Regions from separate parts of the Rattus norvegicus genome. Here region 1 is linked to region 2. The links are chromatin contacts, called in public Hi-C maps. All regions are on one chromosome and are shown on one strand. The core of a region is the stretch at or near the end of the contact, and the rest is flanking DNA. Distances in the headings are between cores, read along the strand shown. Region 1 overlaps Tshz2 (teashirt zinc finger homeobox 2). Region 2 holds the start of Tshz2 (teashirt zinc finger homeobox 2).

Region 1 (6,072 bases), core at 1,690-4,189, 53 kb after region 2:
GCCAGCTCTGCTCACAGTACCACCCAAAACCTCTTAGAGAAACTGCCCTCCCCCCACCTCCCCTGCCGGCCTCTGTAGGTACAAGAACTTCAGGCATCACCTTGGCCAGAAAATAATTAAATGCAAGTAAGTAACCAAAGAGGGAAAAACAAGCTCAACCTTCACCTCCAATCTGGAAGTGATAATTGCTGGTCAGAGAAATGCATCCCCAAGCCATCAAACATAGCTAAGGTGCTTGGCAGTAAACAAACTTGGGGTGTGTGCCTGTGTCACTATTAAACATAACAAGGAGATGGGTGGTTTAAAGACGGGAAAATGGCTTCTAAGAGCTGAGACGGTTCACTGACACTTCCTGGAACACCCATAAGGCACTTACTATGTGCTGTTCCCGGCATGGTCACAACCACTGGGGCAAGTGCCACTGCTTGCAATCGTCCCCTCATATGAGAAAGACTCAGGGAGTAATTAGCTTCCTAGAAGTAACCTTACCAGTAAGCAGAAAAGCTAAAATGGGAAAATCCTTGAAGCCTCTGGTCTTAACTAGATCTCCGGATCTCCTCTGGGCATGGGGGTTTAGGGGTGTCTTTGGGGCTGCACGCCTGAGAAGGCCATGGCCGGCAGCAATCTTTGCTCTTTCCTTAGACCCTGGACGTAGCATATGGACTTTTAAAGAAAAGCCTTGCCGAGTCTTTCCATTCCTCAGGAAATGAGCAGTTTCATTTTCAAAGAGAGGATTCTAACCCAGTCAGGCAAGCCAAGTCCGGCACACCCGTGACTGGCAAAGATCACCAGGAGGTTTTGCATTGTTGGATGCTGTCCCTCCTTCCTGTGTCCCCTGATCAATGCTCCTTCCAGCCGCCCATCGCAATCAGCATCGCCATTCACAATCAGGATCTGTTCAGTTGGTTGTGGTGCTGGTGCTGGCGGGAGCTTATCAGAAAGGATACACAGTTACCAAGTTTCTCACACAGGTGCAGGGCCAGCCCGGAAAACAATGGAAAACAATACCTCATTCTTCTGTGTGGTAAAGGGAAATATATACTCTGTATGGTGTAAAAAGGACCTTAAAAACCACCTCCACATGACATCCTTGTTGTCTTTGGATCGTGACATTTCAGTGACTGTAAATATTTCATTGGGTGACTAGAACAGCACTGACTTAGCCCAGTTCCTGGATGTATTTGTGCTCCATTGAAATTTTTGCCTTGCTTTGTTTCTGTCTTCTGGTTCTAAATAGCAGGGAGAGGAGAATCTTTGTATCCTATACCTGCTGTACACATCCCCAGTCTCCGCAGGGTGGTTCCCTGCTATCGAATGTCTATGGAGTTTGTCTGTCTTTTACTGTTTGTTGCCGAACCTCCCACAAGTGATAATTTATTGAGTATCGCATAAAGGGCTTGCTTTCTGGGATTTAATATTCGCTGGCTTTGAAGGCGCCATCGCAGCCTGTCATGTCTGGGGCTTGGAGGTCCCCTCTGATGTAAATCAAAACATTTGAGTTAACAACATGAGGCCTTGTCAGTCACTCACAAATTATAGGCACCTCCTCTGTCTTTGTCAATAACAAAAAAGAGAGAGAGAAAAAATTACCCCCAAATGGCATAAAAAATTAGGAATCAGACAAGGAGTCACGAAAAGAAGACATGTGTCATGGCCGAGAGAGAGTCTCAGATCTGAGAGGCAGTGCAGTCCCTGAACTTGAGCTGTTTGGAGAAAGGGCTTGTGGCATCACCCGTCTCCCTGCTAGGTGCCAGGGCAGCCACACTGAGGGTAGGCACAGGGAAGACGTTCAACTATCCCTATGAGAAAGGACCCTCAGCTCTGCCGTGGGAAGCATGGCCGTCATCGACGGTAGCAGGAAGGAATCGCATTGTCTGATTCCTCTTTGTCTCTTCAAAACAGTTCCAGTGGGTTCTGCACATGCCAAGAGAGTTTGCGTAGGGGACACATTAGTCCAAAGAAGGAAGACTTCAAACAGAGCACACACACGGTCTTCATTCTGGGTGGGTCTCCACTGCAGAAAGTCAAGTAGGTTATGGAAGCCACAGCTAATAATAAAAGAAAAAGAGAAAAGAAAAAGAAAAAAATATACAATCTCTTCTCTTAGAGAGAAGAATCTAGTCATGTGCCTGATACACACAGAACTTAACTCTTGCTGGTACTGTGCATTCCTTCTTTCCTGCTGTAGACTATGCTTCCTACCACAGAAGGGAAATATCCCCCACGGGCTGAAGTCCAACAGCCGTCAGACTGTGAACACGGTACCGTGCGTCTCTATTTAACATTAGAGCCGATAGCTTTTTGACAGGTTTATTGCTGATGAGTTCAATGACCACTCATGCAGGACAATTATGTTTGAGCTAATTTGATGAATCAACTCGATGTTCTCCCATGGTCCCCGCAGCCCTTTGGAGCGTGTGTGCCCAATCCACTCCCCACCCAGAGGTCAAAAGGAAGCTTTGTATGTTGGGTAATAGCATCACATCTGAGGGGCTGTCTGGTAAAAAAAATGATCTTGCCTGGTGCCAAGAATGGGAAGGACCATTTGGTAATATCATTAAAGCCATCTGCCAGGCCCCTGTCAGTTGTGACATAGGATTCCAGAGGCCGGCAAGTGTCCTGTGAGCCCTTGAATAATTTTGTGGTGAGGCAAGCACAGAGTTCATCCTGCAAGCATTTAGGGGGTGTTGGACCCTGGGGAGAGATTATGTCTCATTGCTGGATTGAGTTTGAACTGGATTTTTGAGAACAGACAAGGAGGCGTAAAGATTTCCTGAGAGTCTCTTTCCCCTCCTTCTTTGTAGCTTTTTCCAGCTCCCTGCCTTCCAGGAGACTCCCAGCATAGCAGTTGAAAGCAGAGATGTGGGAGCAGTAAAAACACCCAGGGACAAAACTCACCCTTACCTTGCCTTGTCATTGTGCCATGTGGGACCGATCAGTTATGATTCTAGAACTTTCCCCATTCTGCGCGAAACACAGATAACAATGGTCCATGCTTCACCAAGTCACGCTGGAACCAATTACAGCCATACACCCCACCGATATGCTTTTCTTGAGGGTAGCCCATGTGCGTGATGGTGGCCCTGTAAGGTTACAGAAAAACCAGACTCTACCCACAGCCCATGGTCTTGTCACCATTGTAACCCTGTGGGGAATTCCTCCTGTGTGTTTGGCTCTGTTAAGAAAAAGAAACCTACTGAACAGGTGCCAGCAAGGTTGCTCAGTGGCTCTGGCGTTTGCTGTCAAGTCTGATGGCTAAGTTAGAGCCCCAGGAGCTACACGGAGAGTAAAGGAAGGAGTTCACTCCTGAAAGAAAGTTGTCGTCTAACCTCCACATGTGCCTCCTCTCTCTCTCTCTCTCTCTCTCTCTCTCTCTCTCTCTCTCTCACGCACGCACGCACGCACGCACGCACGCACACACACACACACACAGAGAGAGAGAGAGAGAGAGAGAGAGAGAGAGAGAGAGAGAGAGAGAGAGAGAGAGAGTGTGTGTGTTTCAGTACTTGGGAAAGTATGATAGGAGGACACCGTGAGTTTCAGGTCAACCTGAACTACATAGTAAGTTCCTGGCCAGCCTGGAGTCCAGAGCGAGATTCCGCCTTGGCAATAAGGAAGGAAGTCACTGAGTGAGTGACTGGGCTGTACGATGACACTGGGGTGACAGTATACAGTTACTGTGCTGTGGCTTGACTGTTTGCTCTGTAATCTCTGTGCTTTGAAGACAAAGTTGACTGTCAGCAGACGTCCGTGTTATGCCAGCATGAGCCTCACAGGCCTGGGAAATACTGCATCCCTGGCTTGAGCCACACCACCCAGGCTCCTCAAAGTGCCAGCTTCAAGGTCTGCAGTAAGAAGTAGACCAACTAAGACATGCTTTCCAGAACCTTTCTCCATCTTGACAATTCAGGGCAGGGCAGGACGGTGGTGCATACAAGAGAATGCAAACCCAGCCTCAGATTCAAATTTCCAAACATCAAAATTTTCTGGCCTGCTGTAGACAACTGAACATGGGCGACTTCCCCTTGCCAGAATTGGCGAACACAGAATTAATTCAAACACATAGTGTAAAAAATGCTATTTTTTTTAAATAAAGGTGATTGACAGCTGGTATGTTTTCCCCCAAAATCGTTGGAAAAGAAAAAAAAACCCAAAAAGCTATGATACCATCAGATAGTAAACCCAATTTCTGATGTTGAAGATGATCCTTTTTTTAAAAAAAAATAGCTGAGAGTTACAGGTAGAGCAAGCTACAAGTAGGTGGCTTACAGAACCGTAAACCAGAGTTTCTTGAAGTTTTTACTCAGTGAGTATTGTTATGGAAGCCTCCTTGGGCATCGAGTGAAGGTGTGAGGTGAAGTAGTGTTATCACCCCCTACAGGGTGAGCAAGTCACGTGATTGTGCCTGGGCCTCCGCACTGGTCCGTTGGGTTGATGACCTGGGATTGTACAGACTTAAGAGCCAGGGTTGGGCCTAGCTCTTCCCCCACCCCATCTCATTGTCATCCGTCCATCCTCACAATAAGAAGGGCAAGGCTCACAGACCGAGATTAGCAGGAGAGCCTTGCACGGAGGGAGAGTCAGATGATAGTCTCAATACACGGTTCTTGGACGGATGGAATGACCCAATGAGTAATTAACTAGGCTGAGCTTGATTTCCTGTGATAATAAACCATTCGGTAGCAAACCACCAAGAGGGAGGCAGTAGACAGTCACGGTAGGAACTCGGGCCGTGAAGTGGCCAGGGTGTTGATCATGGCTAAGAAGCACCAGCCACTTCGCCTCGGACTAAGGATTGAATGACTCCAAGGCTGTTTCTTCGCTTGTGAGTTGAGTGTACTAGAAGGCATGCTGGAGTGTTGTAAGCAGGTAACGGGTTGGTAACATATTCTTTTCAATAACTTTTGCAAAATATAATGCCTGATAGAGGTCAAAAACATGTCACCAAACACTGCCCTGGATTGCTCAGTGCCAATGACAAAGAACACAGGTAGGCAAAGTCCTTCCCCTCATGAAGTGAGTTGTATAGGCAACAGCCACATGCAATCAATAATTTTAGATGCGGTAGATTTCCTGCTAATAAAAGAGAACGAGGTGATGTGTGAAATCTGATTGTTTTGTTGAAGTTTGTCACAGAAGATCCCTCTGAGGAAGGGACATGGAACATTGTCTCCAAATAGAAGGGAACGAAGGCCTGAGGGTCTAACACTCTTGGGCTAAGGAGGGGGGCAAGTCCAAAGGCCCTGCTGTTCAAATGTCCTTTTCGGTACTCTTGGCACATTGCCTAGACAGGGAGCAGTACATATTGGAGTCTGTAGTCCTCAGAAGTCTGTTGCTGTAGGAGCTCAGAGCTGAATGCCTGGACTGGGTTCTAAGTGTGTCGAGAAGTCGCCGACAGGTATGTCACAGCTCTGGGATCAATGGAGCCTGAGTTCCCTTTCAAGAGTGATTGCTGCAGCAGTTGGGAGGGTTACAGTGGCAGCCATGAAGAGGCAGGGAGATGAGGTGGGAGGTTCTTGGGTGGTGAGGAGTCCTACAAAGGAAATGGATGTGGACAGGGAAACCCAAGGATCTGAGACAAGACAGCACAGTCCACAGCCTGTGGGTTAGAAAGAGAGAGGGAGAGGGAGCTGCTGACTTCTGTCCCCTAAAGCTCAGCCCAACCCTGAGGCCTCAGCTGCATCTCTGTCCCTAGCTTCCCTCTGTGGTTTGCCCCTGGGCCCCCATCTCCATAGTGATGAGTTTTTCATTCCCCCACAGGACCCAGCTCCTGGGAGACAGAATATCAGCTGTGGATCTTGACGAAAGGGTCCTCAGCAGAGAGAGCTCTCAAGAATGGCTTTATTTCAGTTCAATATTTACCGGAGACCCACTCAGGGTCATATGAAATTTTTCAGAGAACGTCCTATTAAAACTCCAGAGCAAATAGAACGAAAGTCGAGCCTAAGAGATAAGACAAGGTGTAGATGAATCAGGGTGTTAACTGAGATGTGATTTTCCGCTAAGAATATAGCAGGGGCCGGGTTACACCAACATAACTCAGCCTATGCCATTGATTTGCTCTCTGATTGG
Region 2 (5,939 bases), core at 3,097-5,596:
CCAACGGCACCGAACGCAATTCCCCCATTAAGTTCAGCAAATCAAACTGCTCTGTGAAAGCTTGGCTAAACAGGCTGTTGCTCCCTGAGCTTCCCAGGATGAATTCTGCAGCCTCGGGGTTAAGAATGAAGTTATTCGGGTGGGCACATGGCTCTACAGGTAAGGTTCTTGTTATGAAGTAGAAAGGCAGGGGTCTTAACCAAACAGAAGGCAGGGACATGCCAGGCGGGTGTAACACCCATCTGCCGTTCTTCTCAGAAGGTAGAGGCAGGGCATCGTAGAGGAGGCTGACTGGCTAGCCTAACCCATGTCGGCAAGCTCTGCGCAGCACACATCGAGAGAGCCTGCCTAAGTGAATGAGGTGGAGAGCTGCCAGGCAGGACCCCCATGTCACATGCACCCACACACGCGTCAACGTGCACGGACTCGCACGCACACCAGATATAGACACACGAGAAACAATAAAAGATTAGATGTCATCAGGTGTCAGGTCCAGGAGGAACAGTGTTATACCGCAACTTACTATAAACGAAGGAGGTTGGAAAGGGAACGTGTTTCTCCTGGCGTGATACAGAATTATTCGGTGCTAAGACCACACGGCTCGGGGCCATCTGAGTTCTCTGGCTTTCTGCTCCACACTGGTAGACTAATCAGAGAACTCTATTAGTACCGGTTGGAGGGGAAATACAGCTCGGTAAGAGAACATTCCAGAAGCAAGGCAAGAAGATATGCTAGAAACTTGTAGGACGTACAGATAGCGAATGGAGTAACGGAGAGTCTGTGCTGATAAAACCACTGAAGGTTGTAAAGCAGCAGAGGTGTCTGAGGTAAGAACTAACCTGGGAGCAAGGCTGTGGGCCAGAGTCCCCAACTTATTTGTCCCAATACCCAGTCCCCCAAATAAGTTCCCTTTTCTGTCGTCCTCTGGTATCCTAGATTTTTTTGGAGGTGTGTCCCTATGTATACACCTTTCCAGTTTGCTCTCTGTCGTGATGAGTACCATGACCAAAAACAACTTGGGAGGGAAAGGTTTATTTCAGCTTGCGGCTTACAGTCCATCACTGAGAGATGCCATGGAAGGGCTCCGGGACAGAAACTGAAGCAGAGACCACAGGAGACCACAGGGAAACCCTTACTTGCTTGTTCAGCAGTTGCCTTTCTAACACAGCTTAGGCTTTCATGCCTAGGGAATGGTGCCGCCCATGGTGGGCTGGGCCCTCCAACCTCAGTTAGCAATTCTGAAGATAAGGCCACCAGCCAGTGTGATCCGAGCAATTCTCAACTGAGGTTCTCTTATCCCAGATGACACCATATTTGTGTCAGGTTGACAGCCAAGGCTAACTAGAACAACATCCTACCATCTACTGGTTTTCTTAGGACAATACCTTGTATCCCTTATGCACACTACAGAAGTTTCTCAGATGCTGCCTTGAGCATAATATGACTCCCCAAGGCAACAGGTTTCCAGAGAAGATGGCAAATTCATGGTGAGCCCTTACGACTCACCCCTTCTCCTAAGTCTGTGTTTCCTGGTCCTGTGATCACGGTACTGTACTCTACCGTGGATGTGCAAGTTCAGAGCTTTCCAAATGTATTCTGAGAAACCATGGTTAAGACCTCTTTGCTAACATTGCCAACTGTAATAATACACAATTGTTCTGCCTCAGCTGCCAAAGAGCTAGGCTGTGATAAGGGGTGGGAGCTGTCTGGGTGGTTTAGACCAGGTGATGTAATTACGTGTACTACCCGTGTGGGACGGAGACTCATTCGGGGCTGTTGAAAATGACTAACTAGCACTTTGGGAGCAGTGACAATAACAGCGCTTTGCGGCCGATGGGTAGGGTCCGGTGAGCTACATTTCCTGTGGCCCAAAAGTACTGCTGCGAAAGACTGTATTGAACTAGTCACAGCTGACATTTAATCACCCGTGAGGAGGAGTCAGGTGGCAAGAGGTAAGGGGCAATGTGGGAGGCATCTGAGGTTTCATTGGTCAGGCCTCATTACCAGGGGATACATCGTGGGGAGGAACAAAGAGACAGAAGAGAGTCCATCATGGTGCCACAGGAGCAACATCACCCCTGGTGCCATTCAGTTATATCTAAGCATGCTTTGGTCTTAAAGTCAGCAGCATTAACTTTGTCTGACTCCTGAAAATGGAGGGGGATGAGGAGGAAGAAGAGAAGGGGGAGGGGGAGGGGGAGGGGAAGGGGGAGGAGGAGAAGGAGGAAGAAGAAGAAGAAGGGGAGGAGGAAGAGGAGGAAGAAGAGGAGGAGGAGGAAGAGGAAGAGGAAGAAGAAGAAGGAGAAGGAGGAGGAGGAGGTGGAGGAGGAGGAGAAGAAGAAGAAGAAGAAGAAGAAGAAGAAGAAGAAGAAGAAGAAGAAGAAGAAGAAGAAGAAGAAGAAGAAGAAGAAGAAGAATGTATGTATGTATGTATGTATGTATGTATGTAAGTATGTTCTGGGAAGTTCTCAGACTATAGTGAGCAGGCGGGTTTGCATGAAATACTGGAGTCTGTGTGTTCAATGTAACTCCAGAACCAGGCCCATATCCAGCAATCCAGAAGGCTCACTCCCATCTAGAAAGTCCAAGGTGGCAGTCTCCAAGCAGGGAACATTTTGGCTCCAGAGGATATTGGGCAATGTCTGTGAAACATTCTGTCATCAGAGCAGAGGGGAGGATTCTGGCATCTAGAGGCCTGGATGTTGCCAAGCAAGCATCCTACACTGTGATGGACCATACTCATCTCCAGCAAGCAATGTGTGGCCCAAAATGTTAAGAGATCTAGGGCTGCAAAACCTGCTTTAGAGAACAAAGGTGAGTACATCCTTTGTGGGGTTGGGAGGACTAAGAAGCAGGAACTTCTAATGTTATGCCAAGGGCAGCTATATCAAGAGTCCCCTATTTACCCACTTGCTCCTACTCCAAGATTAGAACCTACCTATCTGTGACTTGCCCCAGGCAGCCCTACTTGGTAAACATCCTTCCTTCTTCAAACTCCAGATTCATGACAGACTTGTGGCCCAGGCCTATCATCCCAACTACTCAGGAGCCTGGGACCAGAAGATCCCAAGTTCAAGACCTCTGTCAGAATGAGCTCAAGGCCAGCCTGAATAACTTAACGAAAACTGTGTCTCAACATTTAAAATAAAAAATTGAAAAGAGGATCAGAAATAGAGTTCAGTAATAGACTGCCTGTTTGGCAGGTATGGTGCCCTAAGTACAATGCCCAGTACCAGATTCATTCCGACCCTAGATCTGCCTCCTTCTGCTGCCTTCCACTTGCCATTGGCTTTCTACCCCACTGGAAGGAAAGTTCCTTCAGGACAGGGTCATCCTATTCACCCATGGCCATGCAACGTGTTGAAATGGACTCCTCTTTCAGTCCCAGCCCAACGCTCAGTTTGAACCAATCCAGGCCACTCTAAAGTTATACTCCCAGCATGCCCTGCTTCCTAGTCCCAGCATGCCCTGCTTCCTTTTCATTTATTGCACTATTGAGGGTGAAGCTGTTTTCTGTTTTGGCACCACTGGGAGATAGAGTAAGATAAAAGAGGACACATTTCCCTAAGAACTTATATTCTAGTGAGATTGGAGGTAATTATCCAAGGAAAAAGCTATGCACAGCACCCACCTTTCCAAGCCCAGTGGAGAGATAACATAGAGAAATGTGTACATCAAATTTTCAGCAAGGCAGACCTCTGGGAAGTGACTGGACACCACCAGGGGGCAAGTTGTTTCAGATGCTGTTCCCCTCACCCACAATCCGGATTTACCCATTCGCTGTCACTGCTGTGACTGCAAAACAGGTACACAGTAGGTGCTCAGTGAATGTCAGTATTGAAAGGAAACAGAATGAAGGTTATGTAATTAGTCTGCCCAGGAAGCAGATGTTTAAAAAAAAATCCAATAGTCCAAGAAAGTGGAAGGACAGCAACTTGAACTTCCAGAGTTGGGAGGAGGCTATGTGCTGAGGAACAGGTTGAGACTGGATATAGTCCCATTCCCCTAGTCTGTCCCCCAGGAAATGTAGGATGTCTCCTTCTGATCGCCAACTCTAATTCTTGTCTCCAACTCTGCCAGAGCCCCGCCCCCTTCCTTCCCACTCCCCCCTTTTCTTCCTCCTGGAGGGGCATCTAGACAGGAGGACACTCCACTGCCCCAGTGAGGAGGAGGTGGGTGCCTCCTGGGCTGCAGACCAGCAGGCAGGGTCCCCTTTCCCCAGCTCCTCTCCCAGTCGGGACACTGTCCCTTTAATAGACTCCCTCTGCCTGGCGCTCTGCGGCTGGGGAGTAAATTTCTCCCTGTCATCAGGTCGCCGGGAGAAGAGGAGGAGTTTGTTAATGTTCAGTTTGTTCAGCCGGGATCGATGTTTGCTGGCATCGCCTCGCCCTGTCTTGTGTGTGTGTGAGTGTGTGTGTGTGTGTGTGTGTGTGTGTGTGTGTGTAAGGGAGAGCATATGTGGGGGTGTGAGTGTGTGTGTGTGTGTGTGTAAGAGAGAGTGCTTGTGTGTGTGAGAGAGAGCGTGATTGTGTGTGTGTGTGTGTGTGTGTGTGTGTGTGTGTGTGTGTGTGTGAGTGAATTCCAGATTTTCTGTCTTTCCCAAACCCGCTCCTGTCCTCTCGCATATCACTCACAGACGGGGATCTGACAGCAACAACAAACCCACAGTGAGTGATCTCTCCCCAGCGCGAATCCAGCGAATCCGCCATCAAGATCAGGGAAGAGGAGGAGGAGGAAGAAGAGGAAGAGGAGGAGGAAGAGGAGGAGGAGGAGAAGGAGGAGAAGAAGGAGGTGGTGAAAGAAGAGGAGGTGGAGGAAGAGGAGGAGGAGGAGGAGGGAAAGAGAAGGAAGAAGAAAAAGAAGAAATCCACTGTCTTCCCAGGATTGTTTTCCCCCTTATCTTTAAGCGCGAGTGTGCGCGTGGTGCGTGTGCGTCCCTCATCCCTGCCATCTGAACCCCGTCTTGGATGTTTAATAAAGAAATCAAGTGTCTCACCAGTCACCAAAAAAAACAGCAAAAAGCAAAACCAAAAAAAGAAAAAAAAAATCCAAAAGCAAAACAAAAAGAGAGGGGGAAAAAGACCAAACAAACAAACAAGGCAGAACCAACCTCCACTTGCAAGCAGCCGGCGCCAGCCGCATATCTGCCACCCAGAGAGGGGGTCTCCGGCCCCGCGCTGGAGCTCTGGCAGGGGGATCGTCAGGGGGACAGAGGCCGAGTGACGTCCTAGGAGCCACAGAAAGACGAGTGAGACTGCGGCCCCCGCGCGCGGCTCAGGGCTGGGGCGCCAGAAGTGAGACTGGAGCTAAGTAGAGCGATGCCAAGGAGGAAACAGCAGGCACCCAAGCGGGCGGCAGGTAAGAGATGGCTCCGCTCCGGGTGCCCGGCTCCCGATCCCGGCGCACCGCGGCTGGCCCGCCCGCCCTCCTGGCCCAGGGCTGGCGGGGACGCCACCCCCTGGCGCTTTCAAAAGGGTTAGCGTACGGGTGCCCTCTTCATCACCCCACGCTGATCTCCCCAATCCTTCCCTCTCCAGGCTCCCTCTGGGTGGTGGCGGGGAAGCTATCCCACCAAACCTTCCTGGTTTAAACTTTTCCTCCCTCCACCCTCTACCCCACCCCTAACTTTTTCTCCCAGTCTGGCTTCTTGCCTCTGGAACCAAAGTCGGATTATGGATTTGGGGTGCAGGGGGAGGGAGATAGCCCCCTCTCTTGTCCCTCTGAGAGGTCAGTGCAGGCAGCTTCTGGCCTCCAGGGACAGTGTCTCCAGTCACTGGGTCTCAGGGCTGGCAAGTGTGAGGCATGGCCAAGCCTGGGGCTGCAGGTTTTGGAGCTGGGAGCCATGAGGGTGTAGCTTTGGTGGTCAAAGTGCAAAAGGCACCCTCGGAAATGAGTGGGGCTTTGGATGTGTTTTCTAAAAGGATTCACCGTTTCTAGAA

What was found. A called contact is a pair of places that touch in the nucleus more often than the background predicts.
Region 1: a contact with region 2 is called in a Hi-C map of psoas muscle, with 1.7 times the contacts expected there. The contact joins the enhancer-like site here to the promoter of Tshz2 in region 2. A contact is called at or near these places in 2 of 12 Hi-C or Micro-C datasets (mammary epithelial cells and psoas muscle).

The regions. Positions count from the first base shown.
Region 1 is chr3:178,874,647-178,880,718 of GRCr8, forward strand. The region is part of intron 1 of Tshz2 (teashirt zinc finger homeobox 2); the gene reads left to right. Among named protein-coding and RNA genes, the nearest start is that of Tshz2, 53 kb to the left of the region's middle. Within about 2 kb of position 2,940, at least 4 of the 93 cell types and tissues checked have an H3K27ac peak or open chromatin away from gene starts, as enhancers often do.
Region 2 is chr3:178,819,875-178,825,813 of GRCr8, forward strand. It overlaps Tshz2 (teashirt zinc finger homeobox 2), which reads left to right and starts at 4,347. Exons shown (of 2, transcript NM_001399744.1): 1 at 4,347-5,358. The coding sequence starts at 5,319. LOC103691977 (a long non-coding RNA gene) reads right to left here and starts at 5,249. Exons shown (of 4, transcript XR_591875.4): 1 at 5,111-5,249.